Linked DNA regions of Danio rerio: region 2 is linked to region 1. Evidence: chromatin contacts called from public HiChIP or PLAC-seq data. All regions are on one chromosome and are shown on one strand. The core of a region is the stretch at or near the end of the contact, and the rest is flanking DNA. Distances in the headings are between cores, read along the strand shown. Region 1 holds the start of irf2bp1 (interferon regulatory factor 2 binding protein 1). Region 2 holds the start of pid1 (phosphotyrosine interaction domain containing 1).

The links. HiChIP or PLAC-seq counts read pairs in DNA pulled down with a chosen protein or histone mark.
Region 2: a contact with region 1 is called in an H3K4me3 HiChIP or PLAC-seq map of embryo, with 2.2 times the contacts expected there. The contact joins the promoter of pid1 here to the promoter of irf2bp1 in region 1. A contact is called at or near these places in 1 of 18 Hi-C or Micro-C datasets (an unstated tissue) and 1 of 4 datasets of contacts at active chromatin or transcription factors (embryo).

The regions. Positions count from the first base shown.
Region 1 is chr18:49,367,429-49,374,182 of GRCz12tu, forward strand. It overlaps irf2bp1 (interferon regulatory factor 2 binding protein 1), which reads right to left and starts at 4,357. Exons shown (of 2, transcript NM_001044354.2): 1 at 2,367-4,357. The coding sequence starts at 4,196. The coding sequence ends at 2,379. slc19a3b (solute carrier family 19 member 3b) reads right to left here. Exons shown (of 5, transcript NM_001044707.1): 4 at 5,584-5,725; 5 at 5,151-5,342. The coding sequence ends at 5,151.
Region 2 is chr18:49,682,790-49,689,543 of GRCz12tu, forward strand. It overlaps pid1 (phosphotyrosine interaction domain containing 1), which reads right to left and starts at 3,803. Exons shown (of 3, transcript NM_001013504.2): 1 at 3,608-3,803. The coding sequence starts at 3,637.

The DNA of each region.
Region 1 (6,754 bases), core at 3,107-5,606:
GTACATAATACACACACACATAATATGTAAATACAAACATTTACTTTTTATGTGATCACTCAGATGCTTCAGTAATCATTCTAATCGGATGATTTGGACTAAAGATCACTGAAGATGATGATTTTTTTTTGCCAAAGCTCTACTTATTATTAGCACTCGAACTCAAATTTACTCAAATTTTAACTCAACTTTTTTTATTCAGTTTGAGCTTCTACGATATTTCGGTATACAATATTGCTTCGACTTTATAATACCCACACTTTCATCTATTCTGCATATTTTGATACACTTTTATGCTACTTTATAAATCATTTTTTACTTATTTCTTCACTTTACTATTTACTTTAATCTTCTACCACTAAAAGGACCCTTTTTTTGTTGTGTATTGCATTTTATGTCTATATTATTTAAACTCAAAATGAACTAAAATAACTTCCTTTATATCTCTCTTCTGTTTCTTTAATATCTAACCTACAGCGCTCAGCATATATAATTACACCCCTCACAAATCCATCTTCTAAATGTATATTTTTAATAGGAAGCTATACAATATTATATTTGTAAAGTCATAAATAATTAGATTAGTGAGTTCTGAAGCCAAATCTGGAGCTTATCTAACAAAATACCTTACAATAACGTTCAAAAGACTAGTACACCCAAATGTATGTTATAGAAAATATTTTACACAATTACAAAAAAGGAGGGAAAATCAAGAGAAACAAAAAAAAAAAAAAAGTGAAAATTAAGTTAAAATTTTGTAGGTTGTAGTTCTTCTTACAATATTTGCTTGAATTTAATTGTATTATCTTACAATTCATAAACATGTTTGGTGACTAAAATATTATTTGAATAAATACATCTGTTTAATAAATCTGTTTTACACAAATGCACCAAAATACATTGCCTACATTCACTGAGGACTTAATAAAAAAAAAAGATTCATTTTAAAAAAAAAAAAATGGGGTGTACTTAATTATGCTGAGCACTAATATAACAAAACTAGTTATAAATATTAATGTACAAGAGTTATTTCGTGCAAATGTCAACCTTGCCATGAGAAAAATTACGTTTTCACCAAAATACGGAAACTGTTTCTGGGTTTTTTGTGTAAGCAAGTATTTTACAGCACTTTAGAAATACTCAAGAATGAATCTGTCAGTGTTTTCAAACTATTCTATTTGATTTAGCAAAGTCGCACAAGTGGCAATTACACATCCGTCACATCCATAACGGAGAAATGTCACATCCATAACGACACCTTTTCCTCATAAATGTGAAAATATTAAATTAAATAAAACCAAATTTTTAAAAATTATTTTTAGAGAGTCAACTTATATCTTTTTGATTAGCATTGTTTCTTTTGAGTTGTGCAGTTTAATTTACAGAATTTCTACAAAGTATGTTGTGTACTGTAAACCCGCAGACTTTTTTTTTGTCACATCCATAACGTATGTTTATTCTCCTCATTTAATGTACAAAACATGTTTACAGATTGATATTTTTCTGGTCCCTTAACTCTGTGGCGAGCTGTTCTGGAAAATACAAACAAAAGTTTCAATATGATGCCATCATATACTTTCCAGTGAATTTTTGTTTTGAGTTTTTACTGCAGATGTCACATCCATAACACTGGAATTGCTCACAAGTAAATATTTTTATATTACATGCGTGCATTTATATACACATGATACACACACATAATACGTAAACACAAACTTTTATTATGTATGTGATCACTGGGATCGTTTAGAAATCATTCTATTAGGATGATTTATATGAGCTAAAGATGTACGATTTTTTGGTGACATTTGACCAACATTAACACTCTGTTTTCACTTTCAACTCTATATCAATTTGAACGCTTAACTTTTCTATTGTTTAATCTTCTACTGTTTAGTTGGCATTAAACACTGCTCTGCCTTTATAATAGCAGCACTTTTATCTATTTCCTCTCGTTTGCTATTTTAAGCTACTTTATATTTTTATTAAACTCGCTTTACTTTTTACCTTGATCTTCTAACACTAGCAATCTCCTTTCAGTTGTGCATTTCCATTTTATTTACACTTTTAAACTCAAAACAAACTAAAATATCTTTCTTTATCTCTCTCTTCTTTCTCTTTTATATCTAAACTAACTAGAAGTTGTCTAATTATTTGCATGTCTCGTCATTTTGATTGTTTTTAATGTCGTCATTTCACTTTGGATTAAATGTTGAATGTAAATCTAGGACTTGCTGCTACATTTATCATCATCAGTGTTGTGGAACAAATTAATTTGTAGTTCAAAACAAGACTTTAAATTGGAAAATAAATGTTCCCCCATTCAATTTCATGCATGCTTTAGGGATAAAGCCATGGAGTCAAACCTGCTGGTGGCGTTAGGGGTCTCTTTCCTTCTTCACCTTCACATCACCGGCCAGGATTGTGGAGATCTCGCCCTGCATGAAGGCCCACGGCACGTTGGAGCCCACGAGAGGGCACTTCTCTCCACTGGGGCAGTACACCTCACTCCCTGGGCCCTGTCTGCGGATGAAGTCCCGGGTGCAGGGGAAGCAGAACTTATGCCCGGCCACTGATGGACACTGGACGAAGTGGGTGTCCTCCAGACGCTCCTGGCATATGGTGCAGCACAGAGGGGCACCGCCACCGCCAGCTGAACCCTCACCCCCCATAACTGCACTCTGGTCAGTGACGGTGGCCGGGCCTCCTGTGCTGCTGCCAGCAGACGGTTCTCCATTTCGGGACGCCAGTCTCCGCTGACCACCACCAGGTGAAGGACTGGTGCTGTTCTGCCGGCCTGCATTGGCAGAGTGCCCGCTGCTGCCTGGACCATCTTTCGAGGAGGCAGTGCCAACATTGTCAGCCACACTCATGAGCGCTGTGATGGGTGACGGGTCACTACCGTGGCCCTCTGGAGCCTGTCCTGCGCTGGCTAGTGAGGTGGCTGGCATGTGCCCGGGAATGCCAGGATACGCACTGAGCGGCCAGTGCTGCCGCAGCTCCTCAGAGCTCATCCTCTCTGCGCCGTCTGGGTCAGGTGATGCTTTGCGTCTGCGTACTCTGGGTTGTGTTGGGCGGCCGATGTGGCAGAGAGCAGTGGGCAGCATGGAGCAGCTGGCATCCAGGTACGGCTGTGGGAGGGCATCTGGGGCTGGCATTTCTTTGAATGCCCGCACTGCATCGCTGAGGAGCTCTGACAAGAGGCGCCAGTCACCGGTGCCATGCCTTTTTTCATACTCAACATACTTGTAGCCTGAATTAATGACCTTGCCGGTGTCTTTCTGAGAGTCGTGGAACATATGCTTGACCAGTGCCAGTATGCTGGGAAACACATTACCAGAGCCGCACGGGTACTCGATGAAGATCTTCAGCTCAAACTCCACCATCAGCTTGGCGTCAAACGCGAAAACCCTTCCCACCAGGCCGTGGTCCTTCTTGAAGCGGACATTGAACGGGGTGCAGCCAGATAGGGTGTGCAGGGCATCCCGCATGGGTTTAGGGCGTCCTGCCCAGTCGTCTGCCCGGTTGCGCACGCTTTCAGAGAGCTCTGCCAGGGCTTCAGCATTCCTCTGCTTCTCCTTGAACTCCTTTTCGAACTCGGGGGCCATGAAAGACGGCACACCCACACTCAACCCCATGCTCAGGGCCTGTCTTTTGCTGATTTCATTCAGCATGGGGGCAGGAATGGTCAAGGCGGCACTGCCAGCTCGGGGATTAAGGGGCATTGCGGTCAGCAGGCCGTGAGGTGCTCCCACGAGCCCTTGGGCCATCAAATTGGGTGGCACAGCCCCCACCAAAGTCCTCCTCGCAGTAGGGCTCTGCCTACTAACCTCAGGCGGACCTCCGTCTTCTAATCTGGGCAGCCCGTTGGGCAGCCTGGCGGACACATACTCGCCCCTTCCCCGTTCGTATCGCTCGGAGGGCGGTCTGCCGGCCTCCATAGGACCCTCCTTACCCGCAGGACCGTGTTTACCGCCGGGCTGCGGACCCGGAGACCTGCCGTCCTGCATCACATGTGTCCGCTTGAGCTGCCGCGCGGTGTCGATGAGCAGCTCTATCCGGTCCGCGCCCTCGTAGTTGACGCAGCCTCTGCACACCGCCTCGCTAAAGTCCCAGATCATGGCCCACGGCATCTTCGGCAGGTCGCAGAGGTAGCACCACTGCCGCCTGGAAGATGCCTGCGAGGAAGAGGACATATTTGATAGGCCCTCGCGATCTTGCGTTCTCAAATCCACCCTGAATCTCGTTCACAGCCAGCCTCCGAGTGTTCGCGGTCGATTATTCCCTTGTTACGGACGAGTATATGCCACTCTGTGGGATTTTGTGTCATTCAGGATCGAGGTGTTTGATGTTTCAGCCAAATCGTCTGGGCCGCAGAGTTTCTCCTGGAAGACGTTCCAAAAGTTACGCAACTCTGCGCCGCGGAATCATGGGAGATGTAGTTTTCAGCCGCTGATCGCGCTCTTCCTTCGTAGCGCTTTTGCCTAAAAAAACTCGATTCTTTATGCGAAAATAAAATCTCCAAATATTTATTATAGAAAGGTAATATACATTACAACACCTCTGCACTTCCTCTGGCCTATATGCTTATTTTATTAACCGAGGGACATAAATAGTATGCGTCTACTTCAGCATTCATTCATACAACGTATTTTAAAAGATTAAACAACATCTGTATTGTTTTATATTGCACTGTGATGTTGGCTTATGAAAACATAACTGTAATGATCACAGCATAGTCATGCTAAACAAAAGCAGCCCGGTAATGTAGATACATTTGAACACTTGTAATGTTACTGCAAACAAAGCTGTTCGACTGCAAATCCCAGATTGCAAACAGTCGACGCCACTTCCGCTATTCCTAGCGCCCTGTTACAAAAACTTCCGGTGTTATATTCCAGTCCAAATGACGTCCTGGTTAGCGGTTTCGCTTTTTGATTCTGTTCATAAGAACGACGCACACATGCCATTTTACTCCTTAGACACGACGTTAGCATGTTAACAATTTTACAGGCAGCAATCTTATTGTTTTATTTCATCGATTGGTGAAAATATGCTGATTTAAACAGGAAACAACGAATGAGTTTGAGTAGTTTTACTGAATGAATAAATAATAATCATACATATATCATGCAACATACAACAACCTACTACAGCGCAGTTTCAGTGTAAGCCTGTAGCGCGGATTGTTCTTTGTTTTGTAGTGATGATGATGATGATGATGATTGTGTTTCCTGTTTTCCACTTGTGTCTGATTTCCGTTGATCCTCCATGATGACAGTAAGCGCCTCTGTGTTTGTAACTGTAGACGTGCAGAAATGCTTACAAACAGTGTAAAGCCCCTGGATGAGGAACAGTACAGAGATTATGCTGTAGTATCCTCCATATACAAGAAACTAGAGGGAGAAAATGAAATATAATGTAACTCATTAAATGGATTACACACACAGAGAGAGACATAGAGAGATCTGCATTCTCCAAAGCCTGATATAGATCTAATATTAACAAGCACATGTAAACAGTTTTAAATGTTCAAAAGCAAATGTCTTCTGTTGTTTCATATGCCGGTGTGGTGAGGTGTACCTGTGTTGCAATGTCCAGTCCCAGAGCTGTATTGTCCACCACGATGGCAGTAAGTATTGTTTGAAGAGTTAGAGCAACAAAAGAGTTAATGCCAAAAGTCAGAGCGTAACATTCCATGGAGAGGTTCACCGCTATCTGAAACCTTCCACAGAAAGAAAAAGCGTTGATTTCAAGTCTGACAAACTTGTGGAGCACAACACTGGCCCGAGTCTGGAGTCTTCATAACTTTTCAGTTTCAAAACAACCAGATTTCAGGCCCAGATCTAAAAATCTGCTTTACTGTCATACAAGTTACACAAAATATTTTGGTGTCAAATTTCAGACAGTCATAAATACAAAAAAATCAAGCACATTACACACTGGGAAATAATGGATAATTGGATTTAACTTTTTTTTCTTTTTGCAATTTATATGGGCTGATTTTAAACATTAAATTTAGTAATGTTTAACTTAATTTGTTTGTTTAAATTCAGCCATAATAACCATCACCATGTTTTCAGTGCAGGAATGAGCATCAAATAATAATAATAATAATAACTAGATTATTAAAGTTCGTCGAGACAAACTTTAGGCTGGCTTGAGAAAGTCTGTTGGAAATAGTTTGTTTAGTTTAAACAGTTTTAAAAAGTATGAAAAGATGAAAAGTTGATAGATAGATAGATAGATAGATAGATAGATAGATAGATAGATTAAAACAGTTTATAGATAGATAGATAGATAGATAGACAGACAGACAGACAGATAGACAGACAGACAGACAGACAGACAGACAGACAGACAGACAGACAGACAGACAGACAGACAGACAGACAGACAGACAGACAGACAGAGAGAGATAGATAGATAGATAGAAGCAGTTTGAAAAGGATAGATAGATAGATAGATAGATAGATAGATAGATAGATAGATAGATAGATAGATAGATAGATAGATAGATAGATAGATAGATAGATAGATAGATAGATTGTTTCTCAAGCCAGCCTAATAATAATACATATATACAGTTGATGTCTGAATTATTAAACTTTCTGAATTATTATTTCTCTCCCCAATTTCTGTTTAAAGGAAAGAACACTTTTTCAGCACATTTCTAAACATTATAGTTTTAATAACTCATTTCTAATAACTGATTTATTTTATCTTTGTCATGATGACAGTAAACAATATTTTA
Region 2 (6,754 bases), core at 2,553-5,052, 310 kb after region 1:
GACTGGTACAAGCTTGTAATTAGCTAGTTCACACTGGCCAACCAGTCATTTACTTCAAAGACCATCCTGAGCACTAGCACAGGCTGCTGGTCACTAGATTCTTTTAGTTTTTGCTGCTAATGACTAGCTCCAAAAGACAACGGGTTTTAACTACACTTTTTAAAAAGCCTAAACTACATATACTGGTTTTGGAGGACTTTTCAGAACTGGAAGATCTGTCTAAAGCAAAAAACAGCTTTGGCTTTTCACTAAATTGAGGTACAGTTGGTTTTATATTTGCACATTCGTTCAGTTAAAACATGCGACACGATCTCTATATGGTATTTTGAATACTCAGTCTGAAATGGCACGCAAGTATACACTCAAAACAACATTAGCACTATTTATTTGACTGTAAACAATGTTGATAGTCATTGGCTGCTAATATGATGTTATTATTTATAGTTTGCAAAGAATTCTTTTCTGAAATCGGATTATTAAGACGAACGTCTTTACAACTTTACCTAAATCTTTTCAGCACTGGTAGATCCGCTTAAACCAAAAACCAGCTTGGGCTTTAAACTAAGACCAGTAGAAGAGTAATGACTCTCACGTTTGAATAATTTCTGAGTTATTTCCAGAGCTGGAAAATGACTAAATAAGCAATATTGTCAGGTCTTCCTTGATCTCGAGACCCCTGGTACTAGATTAAAGTAAAGCTGGTTTTATATTTGCACAATCATTTAGTTAAAACTTCGGTACCTAAACAGTTTACCAAGTTATTTTAAATATTCAGTGTAAAATAGCCCGTAAGTATGACTTCAAAACAAGCACTGTTTAATCAACTGCAAACAATGGTGTAGTTTGATCGTCATTGGCTGCTAATGTGATTTCACTATTAAGAGTTTGTAAGTGATAGTTTTCTGAAATGATTTTATTAAGGAGAAAGTCAGAATGTGCGAATAGAACCAACTTTACCTCAATTATCACTAAGACTTGTAGAAAGATCATGACTCACACATGCTTGAATAATTTCTGACTTTTTTTTCCAGAGCTGGAAAATCACTAACTCATTGATATTTTCAGGTCTTGCATGATCTCGAGACCACTGGTATTAGATTGAAGTAAAGTTGGTATTATATTTGCACATTCATTCGGTTACAACTTGTGACACAATTCCTATATTGTTTACCACAGCACTTTCAATATTTAGATTGAAATATCATGTAAATTTGACTTGAAAACAATATTAGCACTGTTTAATTAGCTGTGAACAATGTTGTACTTTGATAGTCATTGGCTGCTAATATGATTTCACTATAAAAAAATTGTAAATAATAGTTTTCTGAAATGATATTATTAAGAAGAAAGTCAGAATGTGCGAATATAAAACCAACTTTACCTCAGTTTTTACTAAGACCTGTAGAAAGATCATGACTCACATGTTTGAATAATTTCTGACTTTTTTCCAGAGCTGGAAAATCAGTAACTCATCGATATTTTCAGGTCTTCCATGATCTCAAACCCCTGGTACTCGATTGAAGTTGGTTTTATATTCGCAAATTCGTTCAGTTACAACTTGTGACATGCTTGCTGTTTTGTTTACCACGGTATTTTAAATATTTGGTCTGAAATCTTTTGTAAATATGACTTGGAAAAGAAACATTAGCACTGTTCAATCGACTGTGAACAATGCTGTACTTTGATAGCCATCGGCTGCTAATATGATTTCACTATTAAGAGCTTGCAAAGAACATTATTAGTGAGAAAGTCCGAATATAAAACCAACTATACCTCAACTTTCACTAAGACCTGTAGAAAGATCATGACAGTTGAATAATTTCTGACTCTCTCCAGAGCTGGAAAATCAGTAACTCATCGATATTTTCAGGTCTTCCATGATCTCAAACCCCTGGTACTCGATTGAAGTTGGTTTTATATTCGCAAATTCGTTCAGTTACAACTTGTGACATGCTTGCTGTTTTGTTTACCATGGTATTTTAAATATTTGGTCTGAAATCTTTTGTAAATATGACTTGGAAAAGAAACATTAGCACTGTTCAATCGACTGTGAACAATGCTGTACTTTGATAGCCATCGGCTTCTAATATGATTTCACTATTAAGAGCTTGCAAAGAATATTATTAGGGAGAAAGTCTGAATATAAAACCAACTATACCTCAACTTTCACTAAGACCTGTAGAAGGATCATGACTCACACAGTTGAATAATTTCTGACTCTTTCCAGAGCTGGGAAATCAGTAACTCATTGATATTTTGAGGTCTTCCATGATCTCAAGACCCCTCGATTGAAGTAGAGTTGGTTTTATATTCACACATTTGTTCAGTTACAACTTGTGACATGCTCCCTATATTTTTACCGCGGCACGTTCAATATAAGCTCTGAAATCTTTTATAAATGTGACTTTGAAAAAAACATTAGCACCGTTTAAACGACTGTAAACAATGTTGTACTGTGATAGTCATCGGCTGCTAAATTGATTTCACTATTAAGAGTTTGCAAATAATAATTTTTAAGAATGATATTATTAAGAAGAATGTCAGAATGTGCGAATATAAAACCAACTTTAACTACATTTTGTCAGCACTGGTAGAGCTGTTTTAACCAAAAACTAGCTTTGGCTTTTCACTAAGATATTGGAAGAGTAATGACTCGAGTGTTTAAATAATTTCTGCTTTTTTTCCAGAGCTGGAAAATCAATAACTCATTGATATGTTCAGGTCTTCCATGATCTCGAGACCCCTGGTACTTGATTAAAGTAAAGTTGGTTTTATATTTGCACATTCGTTTAGTTACAACTTGTGACAAGCTTCCTATATTGTTTACCACGGTACTTTCGACATTTGGTCTGAAATCTCGTGTAAACATGACTTAAGAACAATATTAGCACTGTTTAATTAGCTGTGAACAATGTTGTACTTTGATAGTCATTGGCTGCTAATATGATTTCACGAGTTTGCAAATAATAGTTTCCTAAAAAATTATATTACTAAAGTGAAAGTCTGAATGTGAAAATATAAAACCAACTTTAACTCAATTTTCACAAAGACCTGTAGAAAAATTATGACTCACACATGGTTGAATAATTTCTGACTTTTTTCCAGAGCTGTAAAATCACTAACTCATTGATATTTTCAGGTCTTCCATGATCTCGAGACCCCCTGGTACTAGTAACTAGGTACAGCTAGTAAGAGGAACCACATCAAGGCCTGAAGAACAGCAAGTTCCAGCTCAACTAAAAGTGGCTCCAGCCATTTCAGAGACTGCAGACAGACACAGCAACGGTGTGAAATGGCATTGGGTCTGGAAAAGCACGATATGCTCTGGAGAAATTGTAAAACTTCAGGTCTGTTTTGCGACCAGCTGCAGTCCAGACACTCAGAGCTCCAGCCAAGAGACGCGACACAAAGTTGAGGAGCCATGCAAACGCCAGGACAGCGTTTTATCAGGGAAATAAACAAATAAATGAAAGCTGGATGATGAGCAGGTTTGCTGGATGGGTAGCTCGTGTACCCGCTGGCTGGCCTGCACACTGTAGCTCCAAAATGAACAACAGACATCAGACAAAAAAAGGGTTTCTTGCAGTAATTAGACGGGCAGTCTTACCTGCAATCGCTCCGACGCGGGCTGCCACATTTTACCAGATGATAGGCTCGATTGTCAGGCTGGAAACAGGGATAGTCCAGCTAGAACATCTGCTCGCTGGCGGCGCTTTCTCGCTCCTTCGGTCTCCTCCAAGCAAACCCCGAGGAAAAAAATACAGACAGTGAATTCCAACGGTGCGCAAGAACGAAACTCCGCCTGCGAAAACACGCACAGGCTCTTTTCTTTCTTTCTCTCCCCCTTCCTCTGTTTCTCCGTGTCATCCGCCCCCTCTCGACCGCTGCTGTTCTAACAGTGACCGGCAGAGGGTGCTTCTGTGCGGAACTGTAGAGCAGGGGTTCCCAATCTTTTCAGCCTGCGACCCCAAAAATGACAATGACAGTGACTCGTGACCCCCAATATCCTCTGAGGTGGTTATAAATACAGAAACCTTGCATGCAATGGCGCACACACTCCAATAGACCCAATTCTATTCTTCGTTTATTTTATTTAATGTATGTCAGTGCTGTAAATGGGCCAGAAAGTTTAACCTGGTGCCATAAAATCAATCTGCTGCATCTGACGCTATTGCTATGTCTTTAATATTATGTAATTAACCCAGGGGTCGCAATCCAATAGAACTAGTAACTATAAGCTACTATAGTAACAATATTGCATGCAACTAGAAACAACTATTTTTTTCCCTTCAGTAAAAAATGGTAATTCTAGTGGTTAATTGAAAATAAATAGATTTTTGGAAATCACCAGGCGATCCCTCTTCATTATACCGCGACCCCTAGGGGGGTCCCGACCCCCACTTTGGGAACAACTGCTGTAGAGAACAGAGAGCAGGTCTGCTGACTGCAGGTCAGTTCACCAACACTTCGGACACTTCTAGCATTTCATGAAAGTATATTGAATAACTCCTTTAAAAAAATCCCACATCTCTACAACAGTAAACTTACTAGCATGATGCAAATTAGACATTGACGATCAGGGGTCAACTTTTTTGTTTAAGTAATACAGTCAATCAAGTGTGTTTATTTAAATTACATCTATATTATTAAGTAAACATATTTAAGTTTTTAGTGTTTTTTTATATTGTAACTAGGCCCACACGGAATCTGTGCGGGCAGAATTCTGCAGATTTCTAGCCCATCATTAATTCTGCTTATTTACTTGAGTAAATGTGTGTAAATCTATATTTATTTAGATTTTTTTATTAATTACAGGAATATTACTGACTGATATGAAAAGGCGCATCTGATTTATGTACAATGCAGTTTATACACTAATATTTTCTGTCTTTTAGTAGATATATTAGATAAGAGACTTGTTTTGTTTACCAAATAAAGTGCATCTAATTGGATTGGCAATTTCAACTTTAAATAAAAGTTAGAAAGGTATTACTTTGTATTTCACATATTAAGGTTTTAGTTATAAAACTCCCATCCGCAGATTTTTAAAAACATTCTCAGCAGAAATAGCAAAAAAAACCTCCGTCTGGCCCTGATTATAACCTACAGTATCCTGTGATTAGCTATTTCAGAGGTTACTGTATGTCAAACTGTACAAACTATGCATCAAATTTGACTTTAGACTTTAGACTTAGACAAACAACTATTTTACACTTACCATGTCTGTCAGTGTAGATTGATTTGACGCGAGTATGCATTCATTCATTCATTTTCCTTCGGCTTAGTCCTTTTATTTATCAGGGCCCGGTTTTTTAAAAGTTATAGGTTTTTGAATAACAAATTGGATCAAATCTTAAAAATGTCTTTTTTTTAAAGAAAAAAAAAAATTACACAATTGAATTTGATCACATAGTCCGGTTTTGATTCAGATCAAACCTTTATTTTGGGTTTTTCAGATTTTTTTTGTAGGATTTTGATCACTTTGATCCAAAAAATCTGGATTAAACTGATCCTATCAAAAGGGTGGATTTAGCATGGATTTCATGCCCAAAATGTAATGAAAACTTTAAAATGTGTCAAATAATACTACATTTGGATCATGCAGTATCTTACAGAATATCTTATTTTAATTATATTTGTTCATCCGTCAGGCTACAGTGATTAGGTAGGCTTACAGTAAAGTAGAAAGAGTTTGACCTCATGAAATAATCCCCCTAACAGCTGTCAAAATTGACCAAAATCAATACATTTCATTCTGTTACTAATTGATACATATTCATCACAATAAAAAAATGTTTGTGTTTTTAGAATAATTATTAGTGATGCATGCAATGATTACAGAATAACCAAAAAAATAAAAATAAAATGGCAATCACTGATTTTTAAAATCACTTTCAACAATTGCAAAAAGAAAATGAAAGGGCAGATGCACAGCTTCATCTGGCAGAAGAACAACAGACTCTGACCAAACTGCAGCAAACAAGGCCAGACTTGAGATCCGCCGCCTAAAGGCTACACTCAGATTAGCTGGTCTTTCCACATCAGATGAGGAAATCTGAAATTATTCTGGAATTTATGACATCAAGTCTTTTTTTTTTTAAATTCAAAACATCTTTATTTGAAGCTTGTTATAAATATCCTAAATGTACAGTGAGTGTTTGTGTTGTAGGTCTCAAATGAGCGGACTGCTGGAAGAAGACTTTTTTTAAATGTGTGTGTTTTTAAAATAAAAATTTCAAATACAAATTTATATTGAAGTTACAGTTGAAGTCAGAATTGTTAGCCCCCCTGAATTTTTGGCCTTCTGTTTATTTTTCCCCCAATTTCTGTTTAAAAGGTAGATTTTTTTTCAACACATTTCTAAACATAATAGTTTTAATAACTCAACTAAATATTTTTCAAGACACTTCTATACAGCTTAAAGTGACATTTAAAGGCTTTACTAGGTTAATTAAGTTAACTAGGCAGGTAAGGATAATTAGGCAAGTTATTGTACAACGATGGTTTGTTCTGTAGACTTGCAAAAAATATATAGCTTAAAGGGGCTAATAATATTGTCCCTAAAATGGTTTTTTTTTTTAATTAAAAACTGCTTTTTTTCTATCTGTAATAACACAAATAAGACTTTCTCAAGAAGTAAAAATATTATTAGACATACTGTGAAAATGTCCTGGCTCTGTTAAACAACTTTTGGGAAATATTTAAAAAAGAAAAACAAATTCAAAGGGGGCGAATAATTCTGACTTCAACTGTA